Regions from separate parts of the Mus musculus genome. Here region 2 is linked to region 1. Evidence: chromatin contacts called from public HiChIP or PLAC-seq data. All regions are on one chromosome and are shown on one strand. The core of a region is the stretch at or near the end of the contact, and the rest is flanking DNA. Distances in the headings are between cores, read along the strand shown. Region 1 overlaps Pakap (paralemmin A kinase anchor protein). Region 2 overlaps Pakap (paralemmin A kinase anchor protein).

The links. HiChIP or PLAC-seq counts read pairs in DNA pulled down with a chosen protein or histone mark.
Region 2: a contact with region 1 is called in a CTCF HiChIP or PLAC-seq map of the NIH/3T3 cell line, with 8 read pairs. The contact joins two enhancer-like sites. A contact is called at or near these places in 1 of 15 datasets of contacts at CTCF or cohesin (the NIH/3T3 cell line), 11 of 484 Hi-C or Micro-C datasets (Th1 cells, double positive thymocytes, embryonic stem cells and 5 more), 1 of 115 datasets of contacts at active chromatin or transcription factors (embryonic stem cells) and 1 of 9 other capture datasets (adipose tissue).

What each region holds. Positions count from the first base shown.
Region 1 is chr4:57,651,104-57,658,628 of GRCm38.p6, reverse strand. All of the region lies in intron 4 of Pakap (paralemmin A kinase anchor protein), which reads right to left. Among named protein-coding and RNA genes, the nearest start is that of Gm52699, 33 kb to the right of the region's middle. Within about 2 kb of position 6,243, at least 38 of the 459 cell types and tissues checked have an H3K27ac peak or open chromatin away from gene starts, as enhancers often do. A contact at or near this core is called in the NIH/3T3 cell line, stem cell-derived germline stem cell-like cells and trophoblast stem cells, where this site is marked.
Region 2 is chr4:57,796,706-57,803,691 of GRCm38.p6, reverse strand. All of the region lies in intron 7 of Pakap (paralemmin A kinase anchor protein), which reads right to left. Among named protein-coding and RNA genes, the nearest start is that of Gm35099, 45 kb to the right of the region's middle. Within about 2 kb of position 5,206, at least 165 of the 459 cell types and tissues checked have an H3K27ac peak or open chromatin away from gene starts, as enhancers often do. A contact at or near this core is called in the NIH/3T3 cell line, stem cell-derived germline stem cell-like cells and trophoblast stem cells, where this site is marked.

The sequences.
Region 1 (7,525 bases), core at 4,994-7,493:
CTGTCATTGACTCCCACCCCTGGGGGCCAGTCTCAGGTGTCGGCTCTAAGTTGATCCAGGTAACTGACTCACTCACCATGATCAAGAGCCCATGGTTTATGAGTTGTCCTAAAATATCTGTCTTTGTCAAGCCAGCACAAGAGTGGGTGAAAAAGAGAAGCAGATGTTCTACTAAAACCCAGAGCTGACTTTCCTGTCTTGATGCCTAAAAGGTGGTTGAAACACTTGGCTCTCTGCTCTGAGAATCGCTTCAGGGGTCTGTACTCTAAAGTTATTTGCTGGTGAGATTTTCATCTTAGAGTCAACACCTGTGTTCTAGTTTGATATTTTTTGTTTGTTTGTTTGTTTGTTCTATTTTCCAAGTTTTGAGTTTTGGTTTTCAAGACAGTCTATGTAGCTCTGCCTGTCCTCGAACACCCTCCGTAGACCACACAGGCCTCAAACTCACAGAGCTCGCCTGCTTCTGCCTCCTGACTGCTGAGATTAAAGGCCCGTGATGCTAAATAAACCCAAGCAGTTTTGAATTTTGAAACAGGCTCTCATTATGTAGCTTAGGATGATCCTCCTGCCTCAGCCTCCCCAGGTGCTAAGATTATACTAAAAAACCCTTTCTCCAGTGTGCAGCAGTGTTCAGAGGTGAGCCTCGGGCTCTGACTTAATAATCAGATAATGAATCCACGTACAGAGTCACAGCCTCACAGGGCCTGGGGGAGGGGCTTTGCTACACAGTGAGCTTGTGCCGTCTCTGCTTCCTGGCTACCTCCAGGTAATCACCTTTGCTCTTCTACCAGACACCCTACCCTGATGTTCTGCCTCACAACAGGTCCAGAAACAACGGAGTCAAGTGTCCACCACCAATGGGTGCAAAATTCTGAAACAGTGAACCTAAAATACACCTTTTTAAATGATTTTCTCAAGTATTTCATCACAGTAACCGAAAACCAGCCAGTAACAGATAACTCCAGGCTATATATGTGGTTCCCTCTTTGGAGTGCTTTTGTCCCCAAGAGGACAGTTAGTACAGTCTGGAGCCATTTTATTGTACTCAGGTTGGGGAATGGCCCAACTGGAAACTACCCCTAGGTCAAATCCATGGATATTATTACACTTCACACAACGTATAAGATAGCCTCCAACAACTAATAATTATTGGCCCTAAAATGTCAATTGTGTTGCTGAGAAGCCCTGCTCTAGGGAGCTGGGACAGAGAGTTAGGATGCTGAATGCATTCTGTAGCCAGCTCTGCACAGGAGCACAGGAGTTTTGCATGCTACCTGTGCCCTGCAAAGTGCAACGTGGGCATTGTCTTCATCAATGAATGGGAAACAAATCTCAGCTTCAGAGAAGTCACAGGGTTAGTCAAGATCCGACAGCTCAGACACGCAGAATCAGGACTCCAAGTCTGGTCAAATGTGGAGGTGCAGGTTCACCAGCCCTGTGCTACCCTGGGGGGCCTTTACATTAATGGCACACCATCTCTAGCAGAGCATCAGGCTGAATCCAGGCAAGAAGATACACTCAGGAGAAAAGAGACCAAAGGGAGCCTGCATTTCCTTCGTGTACCTGAAGGAGGCACTCTCACTAGCCATGAAAACTGCTACAGGGAGGTTAGAGCCTCCACCTCCCAGGTCATGGTACATCGTTATATTTTTCAGTAAGAGGCATCTATGAACTGAGGAGGAGCTGCCTGCCTGTCCATCTTCCTACAGCATGAAATGAATGATAGCATGAGTTCACTTAATACCAGGGGTCTCAAACTATTTTAATCATAAAACAACATTTACAAGAGAACTAACGGTAGAAGATAAAATTGTTTACAGCGCATGTAGTATATAGTATTGTTTTGGCTCGGGAAAACGGCAACCCTAAATAGATTTCGTCTGGGAGTGTGCCGCATGTGGGGCAGGAACCCGGGCTGGGACGGTGCAGATGGAGCCCGCCAGTGTGGAGTGTCCCACCCCTGCTTCAAAAGAACAGCACATCACAGAGCTAAACATAGCAAGCACTGAGAGCACAGCGAACCCCCAGCAAGCATCCTCTGATTTCAAAGAACATTTCCGTGGGTGCCGGTTCCAGAAGAGCTGTGAGTGAGGCCTGTCTCAGTGGTTTCCAAATCGCACAGCATGAGACGAAGGTGTCCACCTTCTGTTCTGAGACTCTTAATAATGCAGAGAATTAAACAAATTCTGATAAACACTGGAGAGAGCCAGAGAAAAGGTGGACTAACCTACTTGTATCTTGATTTTTTTTTTTTTAAAGCTGCATGACCTTCTGGTTAGCAACTGATACTTCAATATTTTATTCAATGAATATTTGATGTGACATATTTTCACACTGAAAGCTGTTCAGATGAGTTAGTCATCTCTTCAGTGAATCAGTTACTTACACTGAGTCTTCTGTTTCCTGAGAATCTAAGCACCTCCCCATAGCCTCAGCCTCACCTGTATCCAAAACCACTTCCTGTCACAATGGGGACATTTCTCTGCACAGGTGCGTTTGTTTAAAGAAGGGCTCTCAACCCAACTCCTCAAAATGTCATGGCTGGAAGGTCCCAAGAGATTTCTCTTGGAAGAGATGAGGAAAGAGGCCAGAGACCAAGAGAGACTTGCCTGAGCTCACAGGGAATTACCTGCAGAGCCAAAAAAGGTCATTTTCATTTAGTATTCAAGGTTTCTCACCTTCACCAAGGGGTGAGTTAGAGGAACAAACTCCCTCTGTGTTTACCATTAGTCAAAGAAAGTTAAGAACGCACTGTACCTCTGAAGGCCTAACTTAGGATGGGTATGCTTCACTGTCAACTGGGCTAGACTTAGGGCCACCTAGGTGATTGGTGAGGCAGGGCTCCTCTTTCTCTTTCTCTTTCCATCCTTTCTCCCTTCCCTTTCCACTCCTCTTCTTATCCCTCCACCATCTATCCATCCTGAGTGTATCTGTGAGAGGGTGTTCCCAAAGGGAACTCATCCTGAATGCATGCAGCACCAATTCCAGAGCAGAGGGCCTGGATGGAAAGAAAGGAGGACAAAGGAGCAAGCCAGCTGGAGACCAACACTCATCCTTTCTGCTTATCTGTCACCTAGACAGCCACTACCACATGTGCCTACACTTTGGCATTTTAGCCAAGTACACAGCGCCTGACAACCACATATGGAGCCCTCTGAAACCAGGAGCCCAAACCATCCTTTCCTCTTTTAGGTTGTTTCTGTAGGTATTTTGTCACAACAATGAGAAAAATAATGAATTCATTATTGAAATTAGAATGATACTCAAGTGGAAAAAAAAAAACCCACAAGGCAAGCAATAAGCCCTGGTTCCAAGAACAGATATGAAACAGATCGAACTACTGTGGGTTTGGTTGCCTGAAATATCAAGAGCACCAGTTTGATGGTTTGTATTTGCTTGGCCCAGAGAGTGGCAATATATGGAAGTATCTCCCTGTTGGAGTAGGTGTGGCCTTGTCGGAGTAGGTATGTCACTGTGGGTGTGGACCTTAAGACCCTTATCCTAGCTGCCTGGAAGTCAGTCTTCCATTAGCAGCCTTCAGATGAAGATGTAGAACTCTCAGCTCTGCCTGCATTCTGCCTGCCTAGACATTGCCATGCTCCTGCCTTGATGATGGACTGAACCTCTGAACCTGTAAGCCAGCCCCAATTAAATGGTGTCCTTTATAAGACTTGTATTGGTCATGGTGTCTGTTCACAGCAGTAAAACCCTAAGACAACTACTATGGGGTTCTGTGTAACCCCAGGAACACAGTAACTCACTGATAATAGTTGACCCTGGAATTTTTCAGTATAATATTCCATCAGGAAACAACTCATACAGATGTTAACGTCTGAGATTTGTTTTTAAAATATAAGAAATGAGTCTGCTTTCAGCAACCCTCATATATTTTTTAAAGCCTCATTGGTCTCCTCTTACCAGCAAGTCAAGAATATGACTGTTACACAAGCCAAGAAGAATAGCAAACAGAGACAAGTTTTCTGCTAAGTGACAAGGCTCTCCGCTGTTTGCAGTCACTCTGATGGCATGACTTGAGGCCATATTGCTCACAGTTCAGCTATCGATCTTTGTGTTATTTCAGATAATAGAAATTTCTGGGCTTTGAGGAGGTAGCCAGCATCCTTGACCTGTATTGTTATTAGCCCAGAGAGCCAAGGTTATTTCTAATGAAGTTCAAAGGGAGGGGGCTCTGCCATAAGGCCTTTGGGAAAACAAACAAACAAACAAAAAGACCAAACAAAACAAAACACAAAAGCCTCAGCTTTGTGGTGAGTGGCTCTCTCTTACAAAGTCCCCAGAGGTGGTTTCTAATGTCCTTGAGTCAAAGCCAGAATCAGTCTGAAATCAAGGGCAATTGCTGTGCTCTTTAGTCTACTGCGTGCTATTGATTTTCCAGGCTTCGGTGCTAGAAACTGAATCTTCCAGTCTTTCTCCATGTACAGCAATCCTCCTTGTACAAAACAGCCATAGGGAATAAGCTTAGCATCTTTATAAGTTGTGTGTGGGCGTGGGTGAGTGAGGGTGGCCAGCATGCACACACTGCAGTGCTCCTTTCGAGTTTAGGAGACAATCTTTGGGGTGAGCCCTCGTCTATCATTATGGCTTTGGGGAATTGAGTCCAGGTTACCAGATCTGGCAACAAGTGCTTAGACCCACTGAGCTAGGAACTACTCCTTATTTGTGCCACAGAATCCAAATTTCTGGAATGAAGCCTATAGATTATTTTTTTTAAAAACTTCCCCAAGGTAAATTATACTGCCCAAGATTTGAGTAGTCTAGGTACATTCTCCCTCCCTTCCTTACCTCCCTCTGCTCTTCCCTCCCTCTCTTCTCCCATCCCTCCCTCCTGCCATCTCTCCCTCTCCTTTCCTCTCTTCCTCTCTCCTTCCATCCCTCCTTCCTTTGTCTTTCCTTCTCAGTAAGCTATCCTGAAAAATCTAATCACCACCACCACCAGTTCTGAAAGGCAGAAGACGTTCCATTCCAAGGCACCTCCATTGTATAAATAACATTGTGGGAGAAAGTGCAGCTAAAGTCCTGGAATTTCCTACACTGCTCTAGGCTGTGAACAATTTTTAAAAGCATATGATTTTATCTTTTCTTAATGTCTAGGGGAATGGTCATATCAAACCCAAGCCGTAAGTCTTCGTGCTTTATTTAAACCCTGTCGTATTCAGATTGACCCAATCATAAAGAAGCAAGACACTGCCTGAATTCTAGACACACTTGAGGGTCTGTGGGGCCACCACCCCTCTTCTTTCTCTAAACCAAATGACCCAAGTTAATTCTCATTTTTTTTCATATAGAAATTGCATGTTCTCTTTGATTACCATGCTCTATTCTTCCTTAAGTCTTTTTTTTTTTCTGATTTGTTTTGGTTTGTTTTGGTTTTGGGACAAGGTCTCACATAGTCCAGACTGCCTCAGATTCTCTAGGTGCAGAAAATGACCTACAGATGATCACCCTCCCAATTCCACCTACCAAGTGTTGAGAGCACTACTACACCTGTATGGTATGTATACAGGTATGAATACGTATGTATATGGCATGTATATGTATGAAGAACTCATGTATACATGTGCAGGACCTTCTTGGAGCCCTTGGAAGAGGTCGATGGCCAAGACAGAGGAAAGGAACCATGGTGGGCTGTAAGAGTGAGTGGCTAGGCTCTATTCTGGGGAGGCTTTGCCTGCTCCTGTCATGGTCTTGCCAGGCATTGAACTCGTGAACCCTGGATGTGTCCCAGGGTAAGCTGCATCCTATGGGCTACTGTGTATGAGCAAGGCTGTTGTGGGTACCTCCTCCTCCTCCAGACCTCCTGGCTGAGGACATCCTTCCTACTCTGGAATTTGATTTTGGTTTCCCTTCCTCTTGTCATCTCTCCCCTGTAGATTGAGCCACCAGACCTCCTGGCTGAGGACATCCTTTCTACTCTGGAATTTGATTTTAGTTTCCCTTCCTCTTACACATACATACCATGCGCACTACCATAACCAGTGTGCGTGGTGCTAGGGATCAAACCCAGGGTCTTGTGCTTGCCAGGCAAGTGCTCTACCAACTGAGCTGTAACCCAGTCTCTGTGAAGGGTGGATCTCATATGGCCTCTGCTGGCCTAGGGTGACCTTGCTTGATCCTTCTGCTTCCACTTCCAGGATACAGAGACTACAAAAAACCCATCACCATGCCTGGCTTACTTTAGCATTGGGAGACAGAACCACGTGTCCCTTTTAAGAGAATCTAATGCATTTCTTGGGAGTGACTCAGACCAGTGGGCGGAGAGCTAACGATCTGTGATCTGCAGAGCAATGTTTTGTTGCACAAATTCCCTTTTCACAGGGCACTGTGGCATCACTTCTGGGTTTCCTGTTCAATAAATATCTAGTTCTGGATGGGACCTCCAAATCTCTCCTCTTCTCTTTATTCCTTTCTCTCATTGCCTCTGCCCTGTTGCTTTGTGAGTTTCAATTCTTTCTTAGTTTTCTGAAGCTTCTTTTTTTTTTTTTTCAGTTCAACAGTCATGCTTGTGGATGATGGACATATTCACCCCTCATCTTTTTATGCTTCTCTTATTTGTGGTTTTCCCACCAAGAGTGGGTCATCTGTGTCCTCTCCTTGACTGGGCGTGGCTGCCAGAATGTTTAGAGGCTCACTTACGGACAGCTCTAAGTGTAGACCTTGTTTTTGCTCGGCTCTCTGGATCCTCTGTTATTGCCACAGAAAGATAATAAGAGCAGCCCGTTAGCCTGTTGGTGCGCAGAAAATAAAAGCAGATGCATCCCACCTACAGCTTAGAGCCATTTAGCTGAGCTCAGCCAAAGAGAGCAGAGTCCTGTAGCCCATCTTCAGACTTTGTCACACTGCAGAGAGCTTATGTGAACCATGAGCTCAACAGCTGTTCCGATAGTCCTCTGTGAGACAGAAGCGAACTGCGCCCAACCACAGGAAAGTATCTCCGGGGAATGGGTGTTCCTTACGGCATGAGGGATGGCAGCCCCTTTCTTCCCTTGGGACTGGGATGTAAAGACACAAAAGCCTTTAGAGGAGAAGCATGCCTAATCTGAAGGCCTAAAACTGGAAATGTTCCCACATCTGAATCTTCATGATCACAGACAGGCAGACCTCTCCAAGTCTTTCCTCCAATGGGTCAATGTGCAAAATTTGTTCCAAACGAAAAATTACTTTAAAATATTGTACAATGTTATCTACAGGTTATGTATAAGGTCTGTGTATGAAACAAACACATTTCATGATTCTATCCCCAAGGTGTCTCATTGTACACTGGCAGAGATTCTGAAATTAAAACAACTGCAAAGTCCCAAATGCAAACATCTCTGATTCTAAGCATGTTGCACAAGGGTGGCTCAATCTACAGGGGAGAGATGACAAGAGGAAGGGAAACCAAAATCAAATTCCAGAGTAGGAAGTATGTCCTCAGCCAGGAGGTCTGAAGGAGGAGGGGGTACCCACAACAGCCTTGCTCATACACAGTAGCCTATAGGATGCAGCTTACCCTGGGACACATCCA
Region 2 (6,986 bases), core at 3,957-6,456, 150 kb before region 1:
CACCCAGGATCAATTCCCATCACTCATGGGGTAGTTTACAACTGTCTATAACTCCAGTCCCAGGAGATTGCCACCCTCAGATATGCAGGCAAAACACCCATACAAATAAAATAAATAAAATTTTAAAACACAATAAAATAAAATGTAAAACATCTTTTAAAAAACTTTATAAGTAGCAATCAAGGCTCAGCTGTGAAGAGCACTGGCTGCCCTTCCATAGGAAGGACCTGGGTTCAATTCCCAGCACCCACATGACAGCTTGAAACTCTCTGTAACTCCACTTCCAGTGGGATCTGACACCCTCACACAGGCATAAATATTCAGACAAAACACCAATGCACATAAAAATAAAAATAAGTAAATTATTATTTAAAAAAAAGAGGGTAAAACCAGTAAATCCCCCAAATATATTTACTCAGTCCTTTTTCAGAAGCACATGGCCATCTTCCATCCCAGCACTCACTGAGGCAGAGGCAGAGTTAAAGGCCAGCCTGGTCTACTGATGGAGTTCCAGGACAGCCAGGGCTACACAGAGAAAGGAAAAAGCCTGTCTTGGAAAAATCAAACAAGCAAACAAACAACTAAAGGAAGAAGTGAAGTACCCCTATAACAACTTTTCAGAACTTATACATAGAAAAGATTTAGAGAGAGTGTTCCTATAATAAAAGACAGAAACAGTGCAATGTGTAAACTTTTATCCCAGGGGACACTGTTAAAGTACGTATGCTTTGTCCTCTATGGTTTGGAACAGGTAACTAGAATATACTCTTGAAATTTCTTGCTTGTTCTTTTAGCCAAACATTTTTAATTGAGAGAAAAACAAGCAAGGCTTACCCTACCTGAAGGCTGGATCACCTACACAGTGATCTAGTGTCACAGGCCCACATGGGGTGTCTATATTAAAGTCATATCAGCCCTCAATTCAGGTCAGGAGGCACATAGGTCTCAGCTAAGAAGACTTCCCCATGGGAGATCAGCCTGCTGTCCTTTTATTTAAGCATCTCCTTTCCTGAAGGCTGTATTTCCTGGGAGACAAGGCCAACAATGACGTAGATTAAGATGGACTCAGAGATAGAGGCCTCAGGGCTGAGTGCTGAAGTCTCCCTGGGCTTTGGAATGTATGAGGTCATTACAGAGAAAGACAGAGCAAACTGTGATTTTCCTATCTTGTACCTGGCAAGCGAAGAGTGGAAACCTTCCCTTAGGCAACACGCTACCTTGGGGTCTAGATGCTGGGTGAAATGTCTGGAAATAAGTAGTGTCCCTCTCTTCTCAGTCCTTGCCTCTGACTTCTATTTTCTAACAAAACGATTCACCTCAGAGAGAGTCAAAATGGAGTTGGCATTGCAGCATTAAGCACAGAAGGAGGGAAAGGTTGTCTGAGGTGCCTCATTAGAGGAGGCCTAGGGTAGAAGTTGCGGGGTGGGGCGAGTAGCTGAGAGGGAAGCAGGGGTCACAAGGAAGTGGAATGAACTAACTCAAGGACAGTTGGAAAATGGGGCTACCTGGCATGATTTGAAGGTTGGCAGTGTTTGCAGGCCTTCACTCACAGGGACAGATTGTGCCTCCAAGTAGCTCACACACGGATAGTGCACTTTCGCCCCCAAACAGGACACTCTCAACCTAGGGCCAGCTCCAAAGCTTAGTCAAACCAATGTCACCACCAGGCCCAGCTCCATCCTCTCAACAAACCCTTAGCTCAAGTCCTTAAGATGCCAGAGTGCAAAGACAAACTCTTCCTCTTAGCTCCATCTTTAGTTTTTACTCCCTTTCCACAAATGACACCACTAGCTGATTCTATCATCCACTTGGTTCTAGAAAGATCTAAGCTCAGCCACAGTCCTCTGAGATCAGTAAGATCGGTGACTTGGCCCTTGGGTTCTGCTTCCTAATTTCTTGCAAGGTCCGGAGGAAGCCTACCATTATTCCAAGAAAGAGTAAATAGGTCTACTTGAGGGTCTTTGAAGAGGCTGTGGCAGGGGCTCAATCGACCAACCATCCTCCACAGGCCTGGGAAGAGGCGTGTTGCAATGAGCACCTCTTTAGTGCTGGCATCTCATGGAGACTGTCTTATTGTTTCTCTTTGGTGCCACTCTGGCTGTGAGTTGCTGTTTACGAGAAGCAAGAGTTGACTTGGTAAATTCCCGAAGCATAATGTAAACGCCAGATCTTAAAGGCTGCGGTGGAGTCCTGCCCTGGCAAGAGCAGGAAGAGAGAGAGAGAAAAAAAAGAGGGATGGGAAGGGAGCCAACAGGGGTCAAACCCAAGGTTAGAGGAAAAGGAATCGTTTTTTTTATCTTCACTGCAAGTGACTCCAAATCCATCCTCTGGGTCGCTGAGAAACTACTTAAAACAGGAGTGATCAGGAACACTGCAGTCTGTCTACGCATTAGATCCCATACCTTAATATGGCATCTATGTTGGTTTGTTTTTGGTCAACTTGATCCAAGCTAGAGCCACCTAGCAAGAGAAAACGGATGAGGGATTCCCCCAACCAGACTGGCTTGTAGGCAAGTCACTGGCAGAGTTTTCTTGGTTAATGATGTCTGTGAGAGGCTCAACCTACAGTTTGAGGTGGCAGTCCGGGCTCTAAGAGAAAGCAGGTGGAGCAAGGCATGAGAGCAAGTCAGTAAGCAGAACTCCTTGATGGCCTCAGCTCCTGCCTCCAGTTCTTGCCCTGACTTTTCTCAGTGATTGTACTGGCTGGTTTTGTGTGTCAACTTGACACAAGCTGGAGTTATCACAGAGAAAGGAGCCTCCATTGAGGAAATGCCTCCATGAGATCTCGCTGTAAGGCTTTTTCTCAATTAGTGATCAAGGGTAGGAGGGCTCATTGTGGGTGGTGCCATCCTTGGGCTGGTACTTGGGTTCTATAAGAAAGCAAGCTGAGCAAGCCAGGGGAAGCAAGCCCGTAAGAAACATCCCTCCATAGCTTCTGTATCAGCTAATGCTTCCTGACCTGCTTGAGTTCCAGTCCTGACTTCCTTTGGTGATGAACAGCAATGTGAAAGTGTAAGCTGAATAAACCCTTTCCTCCCCAACTTGCTTCTTGGTCATGATGTCTGTGCAGGAATAGAAACCCTGACTAAGACAGTGATGGACTGTGACTGTGTCATGGTTCTCATCACAGCAACAGAAAGCTAACAAGGTGTCTGAGCGAGCTGGCCTGCCCTTCCAGGGTATAACATTAATGAGAGTCACCACCTTACTGCATGGGAGGCAGAGGAACCTAGCCTTTCATTTTTTCCATTTCTTCAATTTCCTGCCTTTGTCTAGATTTTAATACCAATAAGACGTCTAGTGCTGAAACTATGTAGACAAGTAAAGCAGATGACACACACCTTTGGTTTTCCTGAAACAAAATAAACCTTGAAAAATGTACATGGAAGGATGGATATTATCACTTAGTATATTCAGTTGTTGAGTGAGTTAAGTTTTACATAAATGTTGGTATCCCTTTTCTCCTCTCTTCTTTCAAAATACAATTAACAAATGGTTTAGCTAGAGCCAGGCTGGTGGGTAAAGGCCTGGCACCCAGAGGGTAGAAGCAGGAGGAGCAAAAATTCAAGGCCCCAACAAGTTGGAGGCCAGTTTAGAACTCAAAGAGACCCTATTTAAAAAAAGAAGAGGAGAAGGAGCAGGAGCAGGAGGAGGAACACAAGGAGGGACACAGGGAGGAGGAAGAGGAGGAGGAGGAGACAATGACGATGACGACGACGACAATGAAGAAGAAGGAGGAGGAGGAGGAGGAGGAGGAGGAGGAGGAGGAGAGGAGAACCCGGTGAGATGGTTCTTAGGTAAAGGTACTTGCACTTGCTGCTAAGACTGATGACCAAAGTTCAATCCCTGGAACCCACATGGTGGAGAGAACTGACTCTTGTAAGTTGTCCTCTGACCAACACACACACACACACACACACACACACACACACACACACACACACACACACACACATACACACACACATTTTTTTAAAAAAAGAATTTTTAAAGAAAAAAATGTAATAGCAACATGCCCAAGATTCAAGAATAAATGAAGAAATGTCACATTATAACTAGGGTCAGGAGCTTGTCTGGCTGGGTGGTTCAGCCTTTAGTTAGCTACTGAGCAGAGCACAGGCTCAAACCCACACATTTATTTTATTAAGCTTTGGAAAGGACTTACCACTGACTTATCACAGGGGCCCAGTTGTACAAGTCTTAGTCTTCTTATCTGTAAAAACTGAATGGACTCGACCAAATGCTTGATAAGAACCTCTTTTCATTTTCTAAAACTAAAAGATGATTATTTTACAATTTGTCATTATTCCTTGGGATTATCCAAATGGCTGCTGCCTGCTGGGTAGTTAGGTCTAGGATAGAAAGCCTCCCCCTCTGAAGTTGTGACAGATGTGTGTGACCTTGAACCACTTACTCACATCTTTCGTTTCTTTGCTTCCTTCCTTTTATTTTTATTCTTCTTTTTTTTCTTTTCTTTTTGAGACAGGGTGAAGGGACTGTGGCTAGCTCAAATGTGGTGGGCATGGCTCTGTCAGGCCTTGCCCTTCTCCCCAGTTCCCTCTGCCTTGCTAAAAACCGTTAGATTATATTCCTAAAGCTATCCCCAAGAGCTATTCCCTTATTTGGCCAATTCCTAATCCTGAGGCTGACTACCAAGGTCCAGCTATCAAAGAATTGAAGTACAGCAATCAAAAGTCCCCTTTGGCTCACCTAATTAGCATGCCCAGTTAAAATTAAACATCTCAACCTAAAACGAGGTTTCCCACTTTACTTTCATAAACTGCTTTTTGCCTATGGGCCACATCTGTCTCTCACCTCTCTATCCAAAGGCTGTCCTTTGTCCTCCCCCACCCTCCCAGGATAAATACTGCTTACCCCTCTCCCTTGCCTCCTTTCTCTCTTCTTTGTTCCCTTCTCCCTCTCCCTTTTCTTCTATCTCCTGTCTTTGTCCCTTATCTCTGCCCTCTGCCCTTCTGGAGCAAATAAATCTCTTTTGTGCTGAGAATTTGGTCCTGGGGGTGTCTTGAGCCAAAGACTATGATTCCCTTCACAGTATATCACGCAGTCCAGGCTGGCCTTAAACTGCTTAGCTTCCTGTCTCTACATTTCAAGAGTAGGGATTACAGGCGTGAGTCACTGCACTGGGCTGTTTCTTTGTGTGTGGCTTAGGCAAGGTCAGCACCAGTCCCGCCCTTCCCTGCTCAGGACGATGAATACACAGAGGTGGGTGAACGTGTGCCACAGCGGGCTCCATGCTGGACTCTTCCATCACTCTGCTATGAGCCACGATCACATGCTTGCTTCCCTCCATGCCGTGTGCCTGGGTGCCCATTGGGTGGGGATGCTGCCAGCCCCTTCCTCTCCAGGCACACGGGTTACTTAGCAAGCAGCCACCCACAATGAGTCAGGGCAATAAAGTGAAGAAAGGCATCCTTGATCTAATCAAATGACAATTTAACAAAAATAGAAATGAGCACTTGATTATGACTTATTCAAAATAAAATGCTCACCATACACCTCTAGATTATGCTTGTATCCTCCTGATAAGTCAGACCACATGGAAACGGAAGCATGTGAGTAACTACCAAGAGTTGCTGGTAGCTTTATCTTTAGCATATTTTTTTTTTGTCTCTGCAAGATCCTGCTATCAGATGAAACATAAGGAGACCATCTTTTTCTCCACGCTCTAGCCACATCTCTCAGTGTTATGAGTAAAAACGGCAAAAAAAAGAAATAGCTTGTGTCAGTTAATCACAAACTCAACAGGAGTTTGTAGGATCGCCTAGAGTTTACATTTCAGAGGCACGTCAGATGGTGAAGACAACTAAAGGTTCTGCTCTACAGAAAACAGGCAAGAAGACACTGACAAGGCGACTCTGCTCGTCATGGCACTTGCCACCAATGCTGGCCACCCAGGTCCAACCCCTGGAGCCCACATGAAAAGATGATATGACATCACATACTAAAACATGCCTGTCTGGAGGACAAAGTGCGTCCCTCTGCTGTTACTGGGGCAAACACACGTTTTGGAATCAATTTCAGGCAGGCATAGTGGCTCATAGCTAGAATCCTGGTATTGAGAAGCTGAGGCAGAAGAACTGTTGAGAGTTAGGAGGCTAGCCTGAGCTACAGAGTAAGACCCTGCCTCAGGAAGAAACAAAAACAAAAAAACAAAAACTGCAAGTCAATGCATTTGATCCTAAATTTGGAGAAAGTTAGTTGTTTTGGGGTTTCTATTGCTGCAATGAAGACTGACCAAAAGCAAGCTAGGGAGGAAAGGGCTTACTTGGCTCACACTTCCATATCGTAATCCATCAGCGAAGGGAGTCAGGACATGAACTCAAACAGGACGGGAACCTGGAGGCAGGAGCTGATGCAGAGACCATGGAGCAGTGTTGCTTACTGGCTTGTTCCTCATGGCTGACTCAGCCTGCTTTCTCATAGAACCCAGGACGACCAGCCCAGGGATGGCACCACCTATTATGGGCTAGGCCCTTCTGTACCCATCACTAGTTAAGAAAAAAGCCCTACAGCCAGATCTTATGGAGGCAATTCACCAGTTGAAGTTCCCTCCCTTCAGACCACCCCAACTTATGTCACGTAAACAGAAAACCATCTAATACAGAAACTTATATTTACTGAAAACTAAGTATGTGCCAGGCACTTGGGAGGTTTTTATGCTTTATATTACTACAGCAACTATTACTATTATATTACTTTAGACAGTGTCTTGCCATGTAGCCCATTCTGAACTGAGCTCAAACCCAAGATTCTCTTACATCGGCTTTCCAATGCTGGGATTATAAACTAATCCCCTGGAATTGGAGGTACAGACAAATGCAGGTGCATGGACCAGGACCTGGGCCCTCTAAAGTAACAACAAGTGTTCTTAATTACTGAGCCATCTCTTCAGTCCCTTAAATTACTTTTTAGTTTGGTTTGTTTTTAAGGAATTGATTTTTATGTGTGTGCAGTGTATGTGTATT